Linked DNA regions of Anser cygnoides: region 2 is linked to region 1. Evidence: chromatin contacts called from public Hi-C data. All regions are on one chromosome and are shown on one strand. The core of a region is the stretch at or near the end of the contact, and the rest is flanking DNA. Distances in the headings are between cores, read along the strand shown.

Region 1 (2,855 bases), core at 207-2,706:
ATCTCTCAGTTGATTCACCCTGCTCTTATACTAGCTTCCTTCAGTTGCACTAACTGATCTGATTGTGGTTTGCACCAGAGGAAGCTGAAAGAGAATCAGTCTCATCCCTGGGCAAACTAGCAGCAAATTCCATAAGCATACTGCTATGTCATTTGTAGATGCTGGTTACCCTCACAGATTAATCAGAAGGTGGCAAGGTTTATGTGGGCCTGGGTCTTTCACACACAGCTTTCCTAAGCCACATGTAGTTTGCATGTCATTTGCAAACTGGTAAATCTACTTATCCTTACTAAGTTTTGAGAGGAACCTGTACCGTCAGTATCTCAAACAGCTCAGATCTTAGTGTTACCCTCAAAATCAGAACATTTCTTGCTGGTTAAAAAAGAAGAGAAAGTTTTGAGTTTTAGGAATGCAAGTGTTCTTGTTTCCTTTTTACAGTAAGAGCATGCCTGAGTTTCTTGAATGTTACCTTTAGGAAAAGGAGGACGTTCTCTGACCATTGCAATACATACCTTCACCCTGCAAAAGCTTCTTACCTTGGCTTAAAGCAGTTATCCGAAGACGTAGCCCAGTGTTCGGAAAGCTTCCCATCACAGGAGAGAAGGAGCGTATGTGTTTCATCACAGTTTGAACATTTCACCCCCTCCTTTCTCTGCAACTGCACATCTTCTACAGAACAAATAAAGACAGACATGGCAGGAAGCAGGCACCTTAACCATCTCTGCTCCCTCCCCAGTATCTCTGTGTGCTACTGCTTTCACTGAGATTTTCTGCTCCTTGGGAAGAAGTGCAGCAAGCTTAGGCAATATTTTCTCAGGTCACTCAGAGCTTCAGTGTCCTGTGCACTACTTTGTTGTCCACCAGCCACTCTCCTGGCTGTCACTAGAAGACATTTCGCCATCTCTCAGATACAGGCTCTGAAAACAATCACTGACACGTCAGCAGAAGTACACTTACTTTTGCACGGCTGTGGAGAGTGTCCTGGGGAAAAAAGGCTCTTGCTGAGTTATCTGACTGCCCTAGATTTGTCACACGCTTGGGCACAGGTTGTCTCGAAGTCAGATGTTTTACAAGACACTGGAGAAGCAGTAAAATTCACACCTTGGCTGCCCCACCGCCCACCTTTCTCACCTCCCCAGCTTAACCACAGCGTGCAGTCAGGCAGGGGCATCTCTCCCCATCACCCCCGTCTCCTCCCCAACCCCTGGCTCCCGGCGGGGTCCCCGACCCCCCCACCCCCGGTACGCCGCCGGTTCCCCCCCGCACCTCCCGCTGCCTTCGGCCGCTGCTGGGGGCTGCGCTTCTGCTCTCCGGCCCGCTGCCGCTGCCGCTGCCGCTGCTTTTTCCTTCCCCCGGCCATGCCGTGCCAGCAAGCAGCCTGCTACCGCTAGGCTGAGCCCGAGGCAGCTCCTTTATGCCTGCTCCCCGCCCCAGCCAGCCCCGGCCCGGCCGGGAAACGAAACCGAAAGCGAAACCCGGGAGCTCCAGCAGCTGGGGAGGTTCCCGGGATGCTGACGCTTGGAGGCGCTGAGCTGGGAAACGGGGATCTGTGCTCGAAAGGGTTTCCATTCTCACATATTCTCTCCTGCTGTCTGCTAAATCTCCCCCTGCCTCTAAAGGAGAACACGCGCAGGGCCACCTTGTACAATAAATGATACCCGTGTTAGGGATCAAATGCATGGAAAGACATAAGAGCATCTTCATTGTATTCCCAATACCTTTAACTGGTGAACTGAATGCTTAAAAAAAATCATTGCTGCTGAATGCTGAGCACAGACGGGGAGCATAGCAGGGGTAAGGCATGCTGTGAAAGTAGCACTAAGGACGTGATTTTACAGATTCTTACTGGCGTTGAGTGAAATGCTGCAGAAAAAAATAATTACTGAGACAACAGAAGTGTTTAATATGATACATTTAAATGAAGCAGAATGGAGTGAACAAAAAGGCACAGAGAGTCAATATGGTGAAAAATAACGACAGGGTGGAGACATAGGACATAGACCATTGACAGGACTGGGGCGATGCTGTCCAGGGCAGGGCCCAACCCAGGTCCTGCAGCACTCAGCATTAACCAGGGCAGTACTGTGAGGCTTGGGACACCAAAGCACGAACCGCAAAAGCACAGTGAAGTCCCTCTGCACCAAAAGATGAGATAATCTGTCCTCCAAAGACAGCAAAGGAGCTCCAGGCAGAGGCACACGAATGAAGAGACTTGAGGGGAGGAGAGGAAAAGGACAGTCACTAAAGCTCTTTCTTTCCTTTTGGAGCTACATCCACGAAGGTGAAAGTCACTCACGGTACACACCGCAGTTCCCCATCGTCCAAGTACACCTGGGTCCTTGAGCAAAAGCAGTCCCACAATTGGGCTTGCCTTCTCCCCACAGGGGAGCAAACAGCACGTGTCTTTCCCAGCCTGTTGCCTGCAACACTGCGGGGACCTCATCTCCTTCCATGATACATAGGAAGGTCTTTTGACAAAGAAATAGCAAGCTATGGCCTGTGAGGCCAAAGCATCTGCCGCAAAGGGACACTGGAGGTCCCTCTGCACCAAAGCATGAGCTAACGAGTCCTCCCAAAGGAAGAAAGTTGCTACAAGAAGAGGCACAGGAATCACAGAATCATAGAATCATTAAGTTTGGAAAAGACCTCTAATACCATCAGTTCCTACTCCCAAGTCTACCACTAAACCATGCTTCACAGTCCTTCTTTGGACATGCTCCAGCACCTCAATAGCTTTCTTGCAGTGAGGGGCCCAAAGCTGAACACAGAGTGAGGTGCAAGCAAGAGCCAGAGCTGAGTACAGGGGGACAATCACTTCCCTGGGCCTGCTGGCCACACTATTTCTGATACAAGCC
Region 2 (2,865 bases), core at 20-2,519, 69 kb before region 1:
CCTACTCTCCGTGAGATATACTGGTGCAAAAAGACAGAGCATGTACCGCAACTAATACACTGTCCTGTGGGTCACAAATGACACCCCAGCCCAGTACCATCTGCCAAGGACCAGAGGGCAGGGGGGATATATCCATTCAAAGCAAGCAAGAACCAGCTTGCATTTAAAAAGGGAAGAAAAAAAAAAAGGGTGGGGGAAATCACAGCTTTTCAAAAAGGAGATCACTATTTCATCCTGAATTTCCACCATAGCCTCAATGCAAGGAACACCAAAGGTTTAAACTGAACAAAAAGGGGGGGGGGGGGGGGGGGGGGGGGGCAATAAAAGCAAACTACGAGTATTTGCTGCGAGGGCAGTGCTGTGAAGTTGGAGGGGAAACAACGAAAAAGCCCACCAAACTCATTTTGTTCAGTAGATCAGAAAACTCAAAGCTAAAGTCTCTCCCTGCTAAACCCCACAAAATACTGGCAGCATCAGGCTGAGACTGCATCATCTGCATCTATGATTCTTACTATTATTTTTCCCCCAAAATGCTCTGATCCCTTCCTTTATAAAAATAAAGCCAAGCCCATTGCTTTCTTCCTCTGTACCCAAGTGCCTGTGCCTCTCCCACACACGTCAAGCCAAGCTGAAGCCCTCATAGTGATCGATGGCTTGCACCAGCCGGGCGCTGAGAATCTCCTTGCTGCTGTACTTGGGCAAGTCCAGGAGATTGTAGCAGGTGTGCGCCACGGGCAGGTACTGCTCCCCGCTGGCTGTGGACTGGATGACGATGCGAAGGCTTGACATGCCGTAGATGGGAATGCGGTCGCTGCCTGTCAGGAACACTAGGAGAAGCAGAGAGAAGGCAGGCTGGTTAGGACAGGCACCCTCACACTTGTACGGCTGTGATACGATGCCCCTTGTGCCTTCTCATCTCCATGCTGAACTCTTCTAGCTCTCTCAGCTTTTATTTCCAAAGCTTTTTCCTGGAAGCATGTGCCAATACATAAGAAATCTGCAGTCAGTGGAGCTGCACCAGCAAAGAATTTGGCCACATGTTGCTGGGTTTGCTGGAAGCAATGCTCTAAAGAAAGACAGCAACTGCTTCAGGTCTGGCCAAGTAAGGGGATGGTGACTGCCAGCTCAGCAAAACTGCCACACGGAGATTTAATACTTCTTGGAGCTAGATTCTTTTAGGACACTTAAATCTGAATAATCCTTCAATAAAACAGCGCTTTCCTCAGCATGCCTCCATCTCTGTGCTTGACACCAACTGTTTCCAAACAGATACACATTAGTGGGTACAAGATCAGGAAACAAAACCAGTCCAAAAATAAAGATTGGCTCTTTTCAGTGCTTTCCCAGGTTGCCCTTGGGACACAATATTCCCTCAACATGATGCCCCAAGGGAGCAACAGTTGCCAGCTGCAGCAACAAACTCTGAACCACCTGCCCTTAAAACCACGTATTTCTCCTCCTCTTCCCTTTTATTGCCAAACAAAGTGACATCTACCCCCCAGTGACATTGATTCGTCAATTTCAGATGACAGCCTGCACCACTGCAAAATACTTACAGAGAAATTTCTTCTTCTTTTCCAAGGGAAATGCATGAAACGTTTCCCAAAACATCCTCACGGTTGGGTGTGTCGCAGTGTAGTCTCCCTTATAGACGGCACTCTATTAGAAAAACAAAAAGTCACATAATTTCATCTAGCACTAGAACGCAAGGACTAAGTAGGAACACGACCTGATCTCTTCTAGTATCTCAGACTGACGTCTGACAGCTAAGAAATGGAGTGCAGGATGTGCCATAGGCAACAGCATGGCTCAAAGACACAGGAAAGTGTTCTTGCTACAGGTGAAAGGCCAGTATTTAGGCTTCTAGGTATTCAGCTAATTAGAGGTGTAACGAGGAACCCTGGTGTACCTGATCACGGGCTGGACTCGCGGACAGGATCATGTGTTCTGCACTGTGAGGCCATTTCTACTGCTAAGGCTGAGACAAAACAAATATTTGCTGATCTGCACGTGTTTTGAGAGGATACAACTCTTGCGTTCTGTCCAGACTTCCCTTTGAACACTTGGCTGTGTACTTTTTGCCCTTGTTAGTTCTATTGTAAATGAAGATTCTGATTTTGTCTCTTTCTTTCAATCTTAGGCTTCATCCCTACGAAAAAAAGATAGAAGTCCTCCTCCCCTCTTCTTTTTCATCCCCAATTTCCTCCACGAGCTTTATCAGTAGCAGGATAGTGAAGTAAGAGAGTAACTTTTCATGTGAATAATTGCAAGATGTACAAGAAACATATAAAAACATCCGTAGCTTACTACACCTCTTGACCCAACCTAGTGCCCACCTCTTGCAGCTGCCCAATCCTAGTACTCGTAAAAAAAAGAAGAAAAACATGACAAGAGGGAAGCTTTACCTCCTCCAGTTCCTCCCAGTTGTAGTTACTGTTTCCAACTATCATGGCCCTGAGCTCTGTGGGCTGGAAGAGTTCCAGGACCTTCCCACCACATACTTTCAGGAAACCAGTGGAAAAAGCTGTGTACCACTCATGGATGGAGAGGTTGAAGATGTAATTTACATAGGCTTCAACAAATTCTTCCCTAGGGCATTGAGAGAGAGCAGGTAAAGAAAAGCACTTTTATTCATACGCCTGAGTGGCAGCACTGCTAGTTTTGCTGCTTCTGCCTGTAACGTTTCTTGCAAATACGAGTCTTCAACAGGTTCACCCCACTGCCCGCCTCCCGCTGAGATGACTCACTGCAACATGGACAAAGTCACCAGGTGGCACGTACCACTACGTGTGCGCTTAACCAGTGCAGCGGAACCTGCCTCTCTGCTGAGGTTGAGTTACACAAGTAGCAGGATTCGGTTACCGG

The links. A called contact is a pair of places that touch in the nucleus more often than the background predicts.
Region 2: a contact with region 1 is called in a Hi-C map of liver, with 2.5 times the contacts expected there. The contact joins the enhancer-like site here to the promoter of LOC106046070 in region 1. A contact is called at or near these places in 2 of 7 Hi-C or Micro-C datasets (both in liver).

What each region holds. Positions count from the first base shown.
Region 1 is chr4:68,815,866-68,818,720 of Taihu_goose_T2T_genome, reverse strand. LOC106046070 (probable E3 ubiquitin-protein ligase HERC3) reads right to left here and starts at 1,456. Exons shown (of 23, transcript XM_048052142.2): 1 at 1,267-1,456; 2 at 537-669. The coding sequence starts at 1,360.
Region 2 is chr4:68,885,120-68,887,984 of Taihu_goose_T2T_genome, reverse strand. It overlaps FAM13A (family with sequence similarity 13 member A), which reads left to right. Exons shown (of 21, transcript XM_048052161.2): 21 at 1-312. It overlaps LOC106046091 (probable E3 ubiquitin-protein ligase HERC3), which reads right to left. Exons shown (of 25, transcript XM_066996351.1): 23 at 2,406-2,589; 24 at 1,557-1,659; 25 at 1-827. The coding sequence ends at 619. Among named protein-coding and RNA genes, the nearest start is that of MBOAT4, 84 kb to the right of the region's middle. Within about 2 kb of position 1,269, at least 2 of the 3 cell types and tissues checked have open chromatin away from gene starts, as enhancers often do. A contact at or near this core is called in liver, where this site is marked.